Linked DNA regions of Mus musculus: regions 1 and 3 are each linked to region 2. The links are chromatin contacts, called in public promoter capture Hi-C maps. All regions are on one chromosome and are shown on one strand. The core of a region is the stretch at or near the end of the contact, and the rest is flanking DNA. Distances in the headings are between cores, read along the strand shown.

Evidence for each region. Promoter capture Hi-C pulls out the DNA fragments that hold promoters and counts their contacts.
Region 1: a contact with region 2 is called in a promoter capture Hi-C map of pre-B cells. The contact joins the promoter of Pgap1 here to the promoter of Inpp1 in region 2. A contact is called at or near these places in 2 of 39 promoter capture datasets (liver and pre-B cells) and 1 of 115 datasets of contacts at active chromatin or transcription factors (astrocytes).
Region 3: a promoter capture Hi-C map of embryonic stem cells shows a contact between it and region 2. The contact joins the promoter of Ccdc150 here to the promoter of Inpp1 in region 2. A contact is called at or near these places in 4 of 39 promoter capture datasets (embryonic stem cells, hippocampal neurons, liver and 1 more) and 1 of 115 datasets of contacts at active chromatin or transcription factors (astrocytes).

The regions. Positions count from the first base shown.
Region 1 is chr1:54,555,864-54,559,595 of GRCm38.p6, forward strand. It overlaps Pgap1 (post-GPI attachment to proteins 1), which reads right to left and starts at 1,821. Exons shown (of 27, transcript NM_001163314.2): 1 at 1,571-1,821. The coding sequence starts at 1,717.
Region 2 is chr1:52,815,416-52,818,998 of GRCm38.p6, forward strand. Inpp1 (inositol polyphosphate-1-phosphatase) reads right to left here and starts at 2,273. Exons shown (of 6, transcript NM_008384.2): 1 at 1,987-2,273.
Region 3 is chr1:54,248,969-54,252,809 of GRCm38.p6, forward strand. Ccdc150 (coiled-coil domain containing 150) reads left to right here and starts at 1,715. Exons shown (of 28, transcript NM_030025.2): 1 at 1,715-1,917. The coding sequence starts at 1,861. It overlaps Gm51622 (a long non-coding RNA gene), which reads right to left and starts at 1,645. Exons shown (of 3, transcript XR_003947818.1): 1 at 1,321-1,645. It overlaps Gm25829 (a small nuclear RNA gene), which reads right to left and starts at 240; the gene lies at 134-240.

The DNA of each region.
Region 1 (3,732 bases), core at 571-3,070, 1.7 Mb after region 2:
CATACCGACAAAAAAAGCCCACTAGCTCTTTTGTCTCAATGACACTAATTTTCTCTTTCTAGTCAATTTCATGAGGCACAAGGCCCATCTGTGAGATCCATATGCTTTGTTCTGAACATGGAGGCAATTTCTACTACTGCAAATATTAAAACAGACCAAATAATTGTGGGAAATCTAAAAATAAATGGAAACTATTGTTCCAAAATGATTTTATTGTAACCACTGAATACAGTACTACACTAAAGCGACCTGCTTCAATATTACCGAGTTTTCAAATTATTAAATCATAGGCAATGAAAGAGAACTAAAATAAACTCTATTTTCAGTTTTTAAAAAAACCCTAAAGTTCTTATTTTTAACTATTAAGATTCTAATGAACATAAGCCAACATCATATCAGTTCATTAGCTTTGGAATTAACACTAACTTGTTAAAAATCTCCAAAAGCATCTGAAATGCAGTGTTCACTTTCCCTCATAACCACTGATGCAAAATCAAGGTAGGAACTCATCTACTAGAAAATATCCATGGGAAAGGATGCTTGCTCCTCAGCAACTTAAACTTCAGTTTTTAAATGTAAATAAGAGAGCATCAAACAGGCTCCCTCTATAAGGACCTGTACACAGACTCAATCCTGATTTTCATTCTTTATCGACAGAAAAAAAAATCTGCTATGATCCTAAAAGTATACTAAGAATGCACCTTATCAAAATGTATTATGCATATTTTATAGGAGTTATTATAATAGATATTCCAAAATTTAGATTCATTTAGAAATCTCAAGAAAAATATCACCAAAGGGAATTTCTCCTGACAGCTGTGTAATTTGTTATCATCTCTTTCTACTGCTGGTCATGAATGAAATTTTAGATTCTACTACGCGGAACAAATGAAGCAATTAATGAAAGCATTCAAATTAGAACAGAGGAGGTGGGGGGGGGCGATGAAAGAGGAGGCAGATCCTGTTAAACCCAGTGAGAAGACAAAATAACACCAGAATGTACATGCAACCGATTATAACAGATATCGTAATCGATTATGCAGGTCACTGACTGTTCAGAGGCATGCGAAAACACAGGTACGCACACTCACACACCCACGGACTCAAAACCTACAGAACAGGTGGATCGGCAAAATTCTCCACCGGAGGAAAACTAGATAGTTTTCAGTTTAATTATTAATCAGGCCAGTCTGTCACTTCACCCAGAGGTAAAACCTCAGAGCCTCTTTTTTAAATCAGCTTTGGCAACTCTGCAAGACGCTGCTTCTTTCCAGAAAAGCGAAATCTGACGCACGCCCATCACTGGGCGCGAAGAGAAATCATCTCCTTGCAAGCAAAGGAGGGTCCGGGAAGTATAAGGATTGGGGAGAGGGACCAGAGCTGGCTCTCTGGCGGTCAGAAGTCGGGGTCCGGAGTCTGGGTGGGGGACGAGGGGTCGCGGAGGCGAGGATGCCCTGCCCAGCACGAAGCAGGAGACTTCGAGTGCCAGGAGAGCTCCGAGTCGGAGCGTTCCATCTGAGCCCGAGAGAAGCCCGGGAGGTGTGGGCGCGCAGGTAAGGGAGGGCCGTACCTGGTACTCGGGGTACTCGAACATGTAGCTCATGCTGCACTTGTTTTCCTCGAAGCCGAAGAAGACATCCCACAGCCCCAGGGTCGCCAGAAACACCATGAAGACATAGAACGCCAGATTCCAGAGGTTGACTGAGTGGAGAAACATGGTGCAGACGAGCGCCTCTACACCAGGAGAAGCTCGGCAGCCTAGACAGAGCGAGGGAAAGACTCCGGTGCCAAGCCGTGCCCAGCTGAGCAGCGCGCGCCTGCGCGGAGCCCGCCAGCACCCCCTCCCCTTCGCCTGCCGCTCAGCGCGCCTGCGCAACTGCGAGCAGCCGGCCCGCGGTGCCGCCCACGGAGGAGGGGGCTGTGGGCGTTTGCAGCGTGAGCGAGATTGTGTGCCTAAAAAATGGAATGAGAAAGCGGAGTGGGCTGGGCTGGAGGGCATGGAGAGAAAAGGGAGGGGGCGAGAGGGGCGGGGGGACGGGGAGTGGAGGAAGAAAGGGAGAGGGGGATGGGAGCGCGGGATCCCAGAGGCAGGAGAGGGAATGGCCGGGTGGGTACCGCAGGAATTGGCCAGGGGCAAGGATAACGCCCTAGAGTCCAGAGACTGTTAGAGATTCAGAGCTAACTGGCCAAGAGAGGCGGCACATCAAAGGCGTGTCAGGTGGCTGTCACGCACACCTTCCCCTGCAACAGTTTCAAACCCCATCCTGTTCAATTTTGAACCATCTCGGGCCTCCGCAATTTCGCTTCAAGGACCAACTAGCTTGATTCCAGAAGAGACAAATGGCTTTCCCCCTTCCTCTTAGACCACCGACTTGGGCCCTGTAGGTAGTAACAACACCTGCTCATTGAAACAAAACACACGACAGTCAAAGGAAATCCTGTTCTTGGTGGAAGCCTTAATCAGACGAAGTCTAAAAAAAAAAAAAACAATATAAAAATACCTACCAACATGATGTTCCCAGTTGGTACCTGCAGGACCAGGTCGGCACTGACTTGAGGTGCTCTCCAAGTCCCCCATGTCTCTGGGGACTGGTTCCACAATGACGTTAGAAGAGAATTTTGCTCAAGCTTCCACTCTTTCTCATAACTTAGTTCATTTTGAAGAATTTCCATTTGTCTTTACACAAAGGAAGGGGTTTTAAAAAAGCAAATTAAACCCATTGATAATACTTGTAACAGCTTCGAAACGCTGAAATGTTATGAGGTGTCAGCCCTTAAAGCTAACCAGACAGCAGATGAGTTTTGTGTGTGTGTGTGTGTGTGTGTGTGTGTGTGCGTGTGTGTGTGCACGTGCGTGCGTGCTGCTAACTTCAGAATTTTACTTAGAATGATCTTTGGCACTGACTCAATTTTATTTTATTAGATTAATTTTCTAGCAAATATTTTGAGGAAAGCTGGATAGGATGCATGAAATCAAAGAATTTCAAGACCGAAAAGGAAGCTAATTGTTTATCTTATACAAAACCCTGCTATTCACATCAAGAAGCTACAATCCAAAGGTAAAAGGGTAACAATTTTTTTAACCCTAGACAGAAACACTTGGATATCTAAGCAAATACACCTAGCTACAAGATACGGACTATTTGTAAAGAGAGGACTGGGAAAATGGACTGGTGAGCTGCTTTGAGGTATGGAGGTAGATTTGGAAGGGCCAGGAAAGTCTGGGTAATACTGAGTAGCAGGGCAATAGTTAGCTAATAAGCATTTAAGGCATACCATGTATGTTTTGGATGTTGTGGTGTGCCCCTTGGTATAGGAGTTATTTGTCCTATGCTGTGATGATACCCTGGGACAAACAACTTAAGGAAAGGTTTGTTTTGGCTCACAATTCCAACATATCGTCCATTGTGGCAGGGTATTTATGGCAGCAGAGCCTGAGGCAGCAGGTCAGTTTTCAGCTGTAGACAGGAAGCAAAGAGAGGTGCATGTTAGGGCTCAGCTCCCTCTTTCCATTTTTATCTGGTTTGGAAGTTAGGGTGAGTTTTTTTTCTATTTTAGTTAACTTAATCTAGAAAATCACTCCCAGACATGTCTCCAGATTTGTCTCCAAGGTCTTTGTAAATCCCATTCAGTTGACAAAATTAACCTTCTTCACAACTCTACCCCTTGTCAACCTGACAGTCAGTGTTACTATTAAACAATTACCTTCTAGGATCCTAGCCATCTCATGAT
Region 2 (3,583 bases), core at 1,023-3,522:
CTGCGACCAAGTTGCAACCAAGTATCTTTTTGTGTAGGTGGTTGTGGTATATGTGCGAGTGCATGCATGCATGGTCCAGTGTTTGTAGATGCCTGTGTGCATGCATTTGGAAGCCCAAAGCTGAAGTTTGGTGTCTCCATTTATTTATTGTAGCAGGGTCTCTCACTGAAGCTGGAGCTCACTACAGCTACCCTAGCTAGTCAGCCTGTCCTAAGAATCCACCTCTGCCTCCCGAATGCTGGTAGTGCTAGATGAAGGCTAGGCCTACCCACCTTTTGTATGGGTTCTTGAGACAGGGACTACTTCTTCAGTGAGCCATGCCCCTCCCCACCTCTGTCTAGCCTTCTACTATTATCTTCCATTGTTAGTAAACAGCTACGTTTAGGAAACACAACTCCATACTAATTGTGAGAAACAGGAAGCAACACTTTTATTTCCAAACTAACCCAGACAAAAGCCCAACATTGAGTCATTCTGAGCTTCTTAGGACACCCTAAGTATTTTAAGGAAGACATTTATACAAGACTCCCACCTGGGGAAAGTCCACATCTGTGCCACTCTTTAAAATGGAAGATGTTTGTTTTTAATTGATTACTTATTTATCTTTTAGGCAGTTTTGGTGTAACATGAAATAGAATAAAGCATCATTTTTCTAATTATTATTCAAGATCGAAGTAAAAGAGGAAATACCTATATAACGATTTACCTTTATTGCTTGTATTTTTATTGGCCTTCTGTGTCTAAAAATAAATTAGAATTTTTTCTCCAATTACTCCAAGTACAAGTATAATCTAAATGTGCAATAATGAACTTCACACTACAGAGTGAGAGTCTAAGGTGCAAGTGGTGGCTTAGTTCAAAAACTTGCAAAGAAGAGTTCTTAGTCTATTCAAAAACTGAAGTGTAACTTTATGTGTCTTACACAGTCTTCTTCATTGCTAAGAATTAACTGCAAAAGTATTATAAAAGTCCTTTAAATGTAAGTTCTTAAGAAAACAGCAAACAGGCACGTGCAGGGGTTAAAATCGGCTTTCCCGTTGCCTGTATTTTCCCTTTCATTCTGTACTTTCAGATGCCTGACTGAGGTCATCTTGCTAGTCCATCAGCCAAAAGTAGTCCCTGGGGTTGTTTTCTTCCTTAGATTGTTACCAGGTGGGTGGACCTAAGTCTTACCATCTGATTAAAACTGGGAATTAAGGGCAAGGAGCCAAAAAAGCAAAGCAAAACAAAACAAAACAGAAAGATTCATTCTGCATGGGATACATATATATTAAGAGTCCTGTCCGCACGGCCTCAAGCCGCAGTCCTTTTGACGCGAACACCCTCACACAGTGGGCAAACTTCCACGTGTTCCGGTCCTAGTTTTAAGGACAGAAATCTCCAAAGTACACACCGCGCTTGTTAACGTGTATTCCCTAGATTTTTCTTTCACACCTCATGTCTGACAGTCCATATGATTTTTACCAAAGCCAGGTTAGATAATTTAGATGACACCCTTCTATGCTGTCCACACCCACTGCCTAGACATGTCTCACAAAACCATACTTCAAAATGTAGAAAAAATATACCCCCGGACTGTTTAGTCTACACCCATCCAATGGGTCTCTAGAGACAGTCAACGTGGATCCACGTTAGAAGCATCTCTCAGGCAAACTGCTCCCCTACTTCTTGACAGCTACGCCACCTACCCGTGGAACCTGGGCCTCTGCTTCTGACCATTCTCAGATCACCTCATTCAACCTAGAGGCTAGTGGTAGGAATGGAAAGAACCGAGCAGAAGAAGCTACTCTGCGGGCGATTGGATTTCTTTCGGTGGCTTCTGCAGAGCTAAGGGGGCGGCGTGATCCGCGAGCTTAGCCTCTCGGTTCGGGGTTCGGGCTCTGTGTGGGTGGGCACGGGCAGGCCGGAGAGGCCTCGATGCAGCGACCCGGTACCTCGCAGGCCCAGGCGCCGAGGCCAGTAGCCTTCGGCCGGAGACCGACTCACCTGCCCTCTGCAGAGGCGATGGAGCGCGCGAGGCTCGCGGGGACCCAAATGCGCGGAGGTGGAGACGCTGGACACCGGGGAGGGGTGGCGAAAGCAGGAAAGCGGATTACCTAAGCGAGGATGCAGAGCCCCAAGGAGGATACAGCCTTTCCCAGAGAAACGGAAGAGGCGGAGGAGGGGCGAGAGAGGAGGAAGGGAGTGCCAACGCCTGGAGGTGGTCGCGCTGGGACCTGGCGCAATCCTCCTGTGGCGGGCACAGCCGGAGGGCAAGCCGCCAGGAAAACACCGGAGGTCACCGCAGCGAAGGCGGGGAGGCGCCCTGCCTCTCTTGGCTCCAGCAGTGCAGCCCAGTTTCTGCCAGGTCCCGGCCCCGCCTCTTTCCCCCGGGGCGGGTGGCCTCTTGCTTCTGGGGCGGGCGAGGGCATCCCACGCCAGCCAGCCTGAGTCTGGCCTCCGCGACGTCACAAGTGAAGCTTTGTCAATTTGCTTGAGAGGGCCAGAAAGGTCAGGGTTGCCTCAACCACAGTTCTTGGTGTGCATTGTTTCTTCAGAAGCACCCAAAAAGTCTTTGAGAATATTCCTCCTCCATTCATTTGAACCCTTGGTGTTATGGGTTTGACAGATGGTTTGAAGCTGTGAAGTTGGACTTCCTGCTAGAATGAGTCCCCCTGTTCTAATAGAAGCGTCTAGGTTCCTACATGTTTGTTTAGTCAAAGCAGTGTCTTCTGGACCTTATTAGTTGTGGGTCAAGGCCCAGCCAGGCAAGAAGCACATGTTGGGTGGGAAACTCATCTCTTGCTGCAACCCTTTTAAACTAATGCTCAGTGTGACTTAAAGATATAGTTGGGAGTGGTAGGTGGAAATAGAAATGGGTGGTGATGGACAAAGGGCAGCAAGGGTAAGAATTTTAAAAAGGGCAACATTCAACTTTGGGATAGAAGGGGCTCAGAGTCTCTGTGAGTGCTCTGGGCCCTTCTGTCCTGGTAAGATTTATCCGGCTTCCCTGTGATTTATTCTGTGGCTGGAACTGGGAAGCACTTCAACAATTCTAGCCTGCAGGCTTTCTCATCAACCTCTCCCCAAGCTCCCATTTATTTATGCGCAGTACTGCGATGGCACCTCACCCACTTCCATTCCCCATCCGCCTTCCATTCACTCACAGGTTCAGTGGATTCAGCCTTCTTTCTCACTTTTACTTTGTTTTGTTTTGTTTTTGGTAAGAGTCTCACTTTATAACCCTTGCTGGCCTCAAATTCGCTATCCTCCTGCTTCTGCCTTCTGGGTGCTGGGAGTACAGATGGGTGCTACCATGCCTAGATCCTCATATTGTCCTTTAGTTCCATTCTCTTAAGTCCATTCTTGGTGTTACAGCTGATATTAATTATGAAATCATATCCATGACAGCAAAATCAAGGAATAATATAAATGTGACATTTACCATAAGGAAATGGGAGTAGATTTGTATCTAGGAGCAGAACTGGGGAGGGGCTAGAGTAGGAGCTATGACTCTAGCCCATTTCTCTGCAGGTGCAGAGACCACCCTACAATACGTATCTCACTGGATCACTTGCTTGCTCTGATCTCTATTAACACTTGG
Region 3 (3,841 bases), core at 465-2,964, 1.4 Mb after region 2:
TCTGGCTTTCATAGTCTCTGGTGAAAAATCTGGTGTAATTCTGATAGGCTTGCCTTTATATGTTACTTGACCTTTTCCCCTTACTGCTTTTAGTATTCTATCTTTATTTAGTGCATTTGTTGTTCTGATTATTAAAAATATGGAACGCTTCACGAATTTGCGTGTCATCCTTGCGCAGGGGCCATGCTAATCTTCTCTGTATCGTTCCAATTTTAGTATATGTGCTGCCGAAGCGAGCACAAGTCAACATTTTAAAATTAGTTGAAAATTTGGAGGGAGATCAAAAAAAATAAAGTGTGTCTAGTCTCTTCAAAGACAACATTAGAAGCAGAGTATGGCAATATATGTTTGAAACTATCATTCAGGAGGTTGAAACAGGAGAATTTTCTTGAGTTCAAGGCCAACCTAGACTATATTAACATGACTCTCAAAAAGTAAAAACCCAACAAACAAATAAACAAAAATATCCACCCAAACCAACCACAAAATTAGATGTTGAATGTGATGAATTTTCAATTAAAGAGAAACCGAATCTCTAGCTGATAAATTTATTATCAATATTGAAAATTTTAAATCCATTTCTCCAACTTTGCAATTGTTTGACCTAAATTCTTACTTGCCAGGTGATGGACACAAGAAGTGAAAGGCACCGACTTAATTCAGTTTAACTCTCTGACTACTGCCTAATCGGGAGACGTGAGCTTGTGAATTTTCTCATCTCACCAAAGCCTGAGGCTTTTCTGGGGAGTGCATACATGTGTCCTTCATCTGTTCTACAGAAAAATCTTGTTGAATGGAAGTGAAATCATATATACACTGAAAATTACCAGCTTTTTTTTTTTTTTTTTTTTTTTTTGCACTAATGCGTTTTCATTTTTATGTTTAAAGTTGTTTTTGAACAAAGGCATTTCTTTTCATGGGTCATTCACAGTCTTATGAATGTCTTAACAGCTGTGGCTCAATGGGCAGGTATCCTCCCCCCTGCTCAGGAGGCCCCAGTCACCAAAAGAATCAGAATAGCATTTCTGTCAAGACACCTGCGAAGTGACAACTCTCAGACTCAACTCTCAGACTAGGTTTATCAGGTTTATTCCCTCAGCCAGAAGGAAGAGCTTTGATTGCCCTGTGTGGGGTACCAATCATTTGGTCCTGTGTCCTGAAACTCAGGTGAAGTTGAATACCACGTTCTTAACTATAGGAGGGTTTTCACGAAGTGTAAACACTTTTAAGGCAAAACTGAAAAACATGACACCTTTTTTCTCCTTCCCCGGCTTTTCCCTTCTTTCCCTTCCTTCCTCCCTTTCCACCGGCTTCGTTTACCTGTCAACAAGGAATCAAAATCTACGCTGAAGAGACAGAAGACTAGAGAGTAGCGTCTGCGTGGCTTACTCTCTACCTGATCGTTATGAAAGAGGACCGAGTGGATTCTTTTGACAAGAACGAGCTGATTTTTTTTACATTCTTGTGTTCATTAACAAAATATTTGTTAGTTTCTCATAGTTCATACGTTATTTGGTCCTCTGGTTCTCCAACAACTGAAAACATCTGATCTTGGCCTCTTCTTGCTTCCTGCAGGGTGCGCCTAGTAATTAGGGCAAAGCCGACCCAATCGAGGAGAGGGCAGCAACTACGTTTCCCAGCGTGCTCTGCTGGAAACACAATGGAGTTTGGCGTCATCCGGGTCACGTGGTCTCGCGTTTCCCGGAGCACTGAGGGATTCCGGCCAGGGTCCCTCCCCAAGTGGAGGGCCCTGCTGGGCCGGGAAAACTACACTTCCCGGCATGCCTCACCTCGGGTGCGCCTGCGTGCCGGAGCAACCCTGCTGGCGAGCGGGTTGGTTTAAAGAGCTGTTTTAGTTCCATGGAAACAAACTTGCTGCCTGGAGGACCGAGCTACGGGCTGTTGGATGAATCAGGGGTGAGGCTGCCGGGCCCACACAGGAAACTGAGGTGGGCGGCTTAGGGGGAGAGACCACGCCTCAGAACAAGGTTCCTTTCCCTCCCAGCCCGAGTCCAGTCCGGCCCTGGAGACCTCTAGAGCCTCGGTTTACCTTGCTTCAGCACCCTGCCTGGCTGTGAAAACAAGCCAGGTTAAGTTGGCCTTGGTTGGACCACAGCTGCAGAAGGGTGGCCAGCCGCTGAGACCTCTACTTTAGTTGCTGTTCCCCATTTAGGTATACAGTTAGTTGAAGGTTCCTGGCGAAGGCTTTTTCAACATTAAGGCATGGTTTTCTGCCACTTGTTATCCTCCCTGGTTTGCTTCCTGGACGTGAGGCGTCTCCATTTGTATTTGTACACTGTTTCTTGCTTGAGCGGAGATAGATGTTTGTTAAGTATTGTCGTGTTTGGCACCCACAACAGCCAAGATACTATGCTAGGCTCAACAACACCAACAAAAGGATTGTAACCCTACGTGAATCAACGTGGGTCAAACACAGATTCTTGGGGTTTTGTTGGTTGGTTGGTTGGTTGGTTTGTGGACTTCCCCCGTGCTAGGGAATTATACACAGGGACAAATAAAGGGCTATTTTAAACTAGCTGCTTTCCAGGCACCATTTGGGACATAACACACACCCGTTTCCTTCCTCCGACAGAAATTGCATGCTCCGCGACAGTAAGATCCATTCTGATGCTGACAGCAGATATCTAGAAACCCTTTAGAGACATGAATACAAATGTGGTGTCTCTCAGTCTATGCTACAAATGCCATAGTACGATTAATGCCAATAACCCCTTTTGCACACGACTTGGTCCATGGTTTGATGAAGACAAGCAGGCACTTCACCTGCATAGGACTAAATTCTATTTTGTCATCTGAAGAGAGAGAACTGAAGCCAGAAGGTAGAAAGGAACATACAAGACCTAAGATGGGAGGAACCTGGGTTATTGCACAGCGGAGTGCCTGCCAAGACCATTTGGTAGTGTGTGCCTGTAATTCTAGCCTTGGGAGGTAGAGACCTGAGGAGAAGTTTAAAGTCATCCTCACATCGAGTTTGAGGGAAGCTTGAGCTACACAAGACCCTGCCTCAAACCTAAAATAAGTAAATAAATAAACCGTAATGAGATGCATTTATGTATTCCTTCCTTAGCAGACCCTTCCTGGTAAGCTTGTGTGTTTTTTGAGATCCCAGAAAGGCAGCTTTTTTCTTTTGCTGCCTCCTTTCTCCCTTTTTCTGGTTCTGACACCAGCCAAAAATTTGCCCTTAACACTGGTCTCTGGAGAGGCCTTACTCCAGCGACCTGGGTAACTCCTCGTGCACTCCCGTGGACAGGCTTGTCTTCTGTCTTTACTTTTTGACTCAGAAGCATAGCTTTCTCATTCTCCCTTTCCCTCCCCTGACCTCCCCCCCCCCCCATTTTTTTCCCTCTTCCCTTTTCTTCCTTTCTCTTCCCCTCTGTGTGTGTGTGTGTGCACTCGTATGCATAGGTGTATATGTCTTTGTGTCTATTTGTTTGCGTCTACATGCAGGTCTTTCCTGAACACTCCTTACATTATTTTGAGATAGGACCTCTCACTAAGCCTGGAGCTTACCAATTTGGCCTGCATAAGCTATGGCATCATGAAACCACCAAACTGGGCCATTTTGTGGCATTTTTTTTTCCACATAAATGACCATTTTTCAGAAAGCGATTTACAGATTCAATGAAATCCCAACCAAAACCCTCATCTCACTCTTCAGAGAAATAGAAGAAAAAAAAAAAACTATTCTAAAACTCATATGGACTCACAAATGATCCCAGAGAACCCAAACAATCCTAAGCAAAAGAGAACATTGCTGGAGGGTAACAGTTCCAGATGTTAAGATTCATCACATAGCTGTGGTAATAAAAACAACATGTAT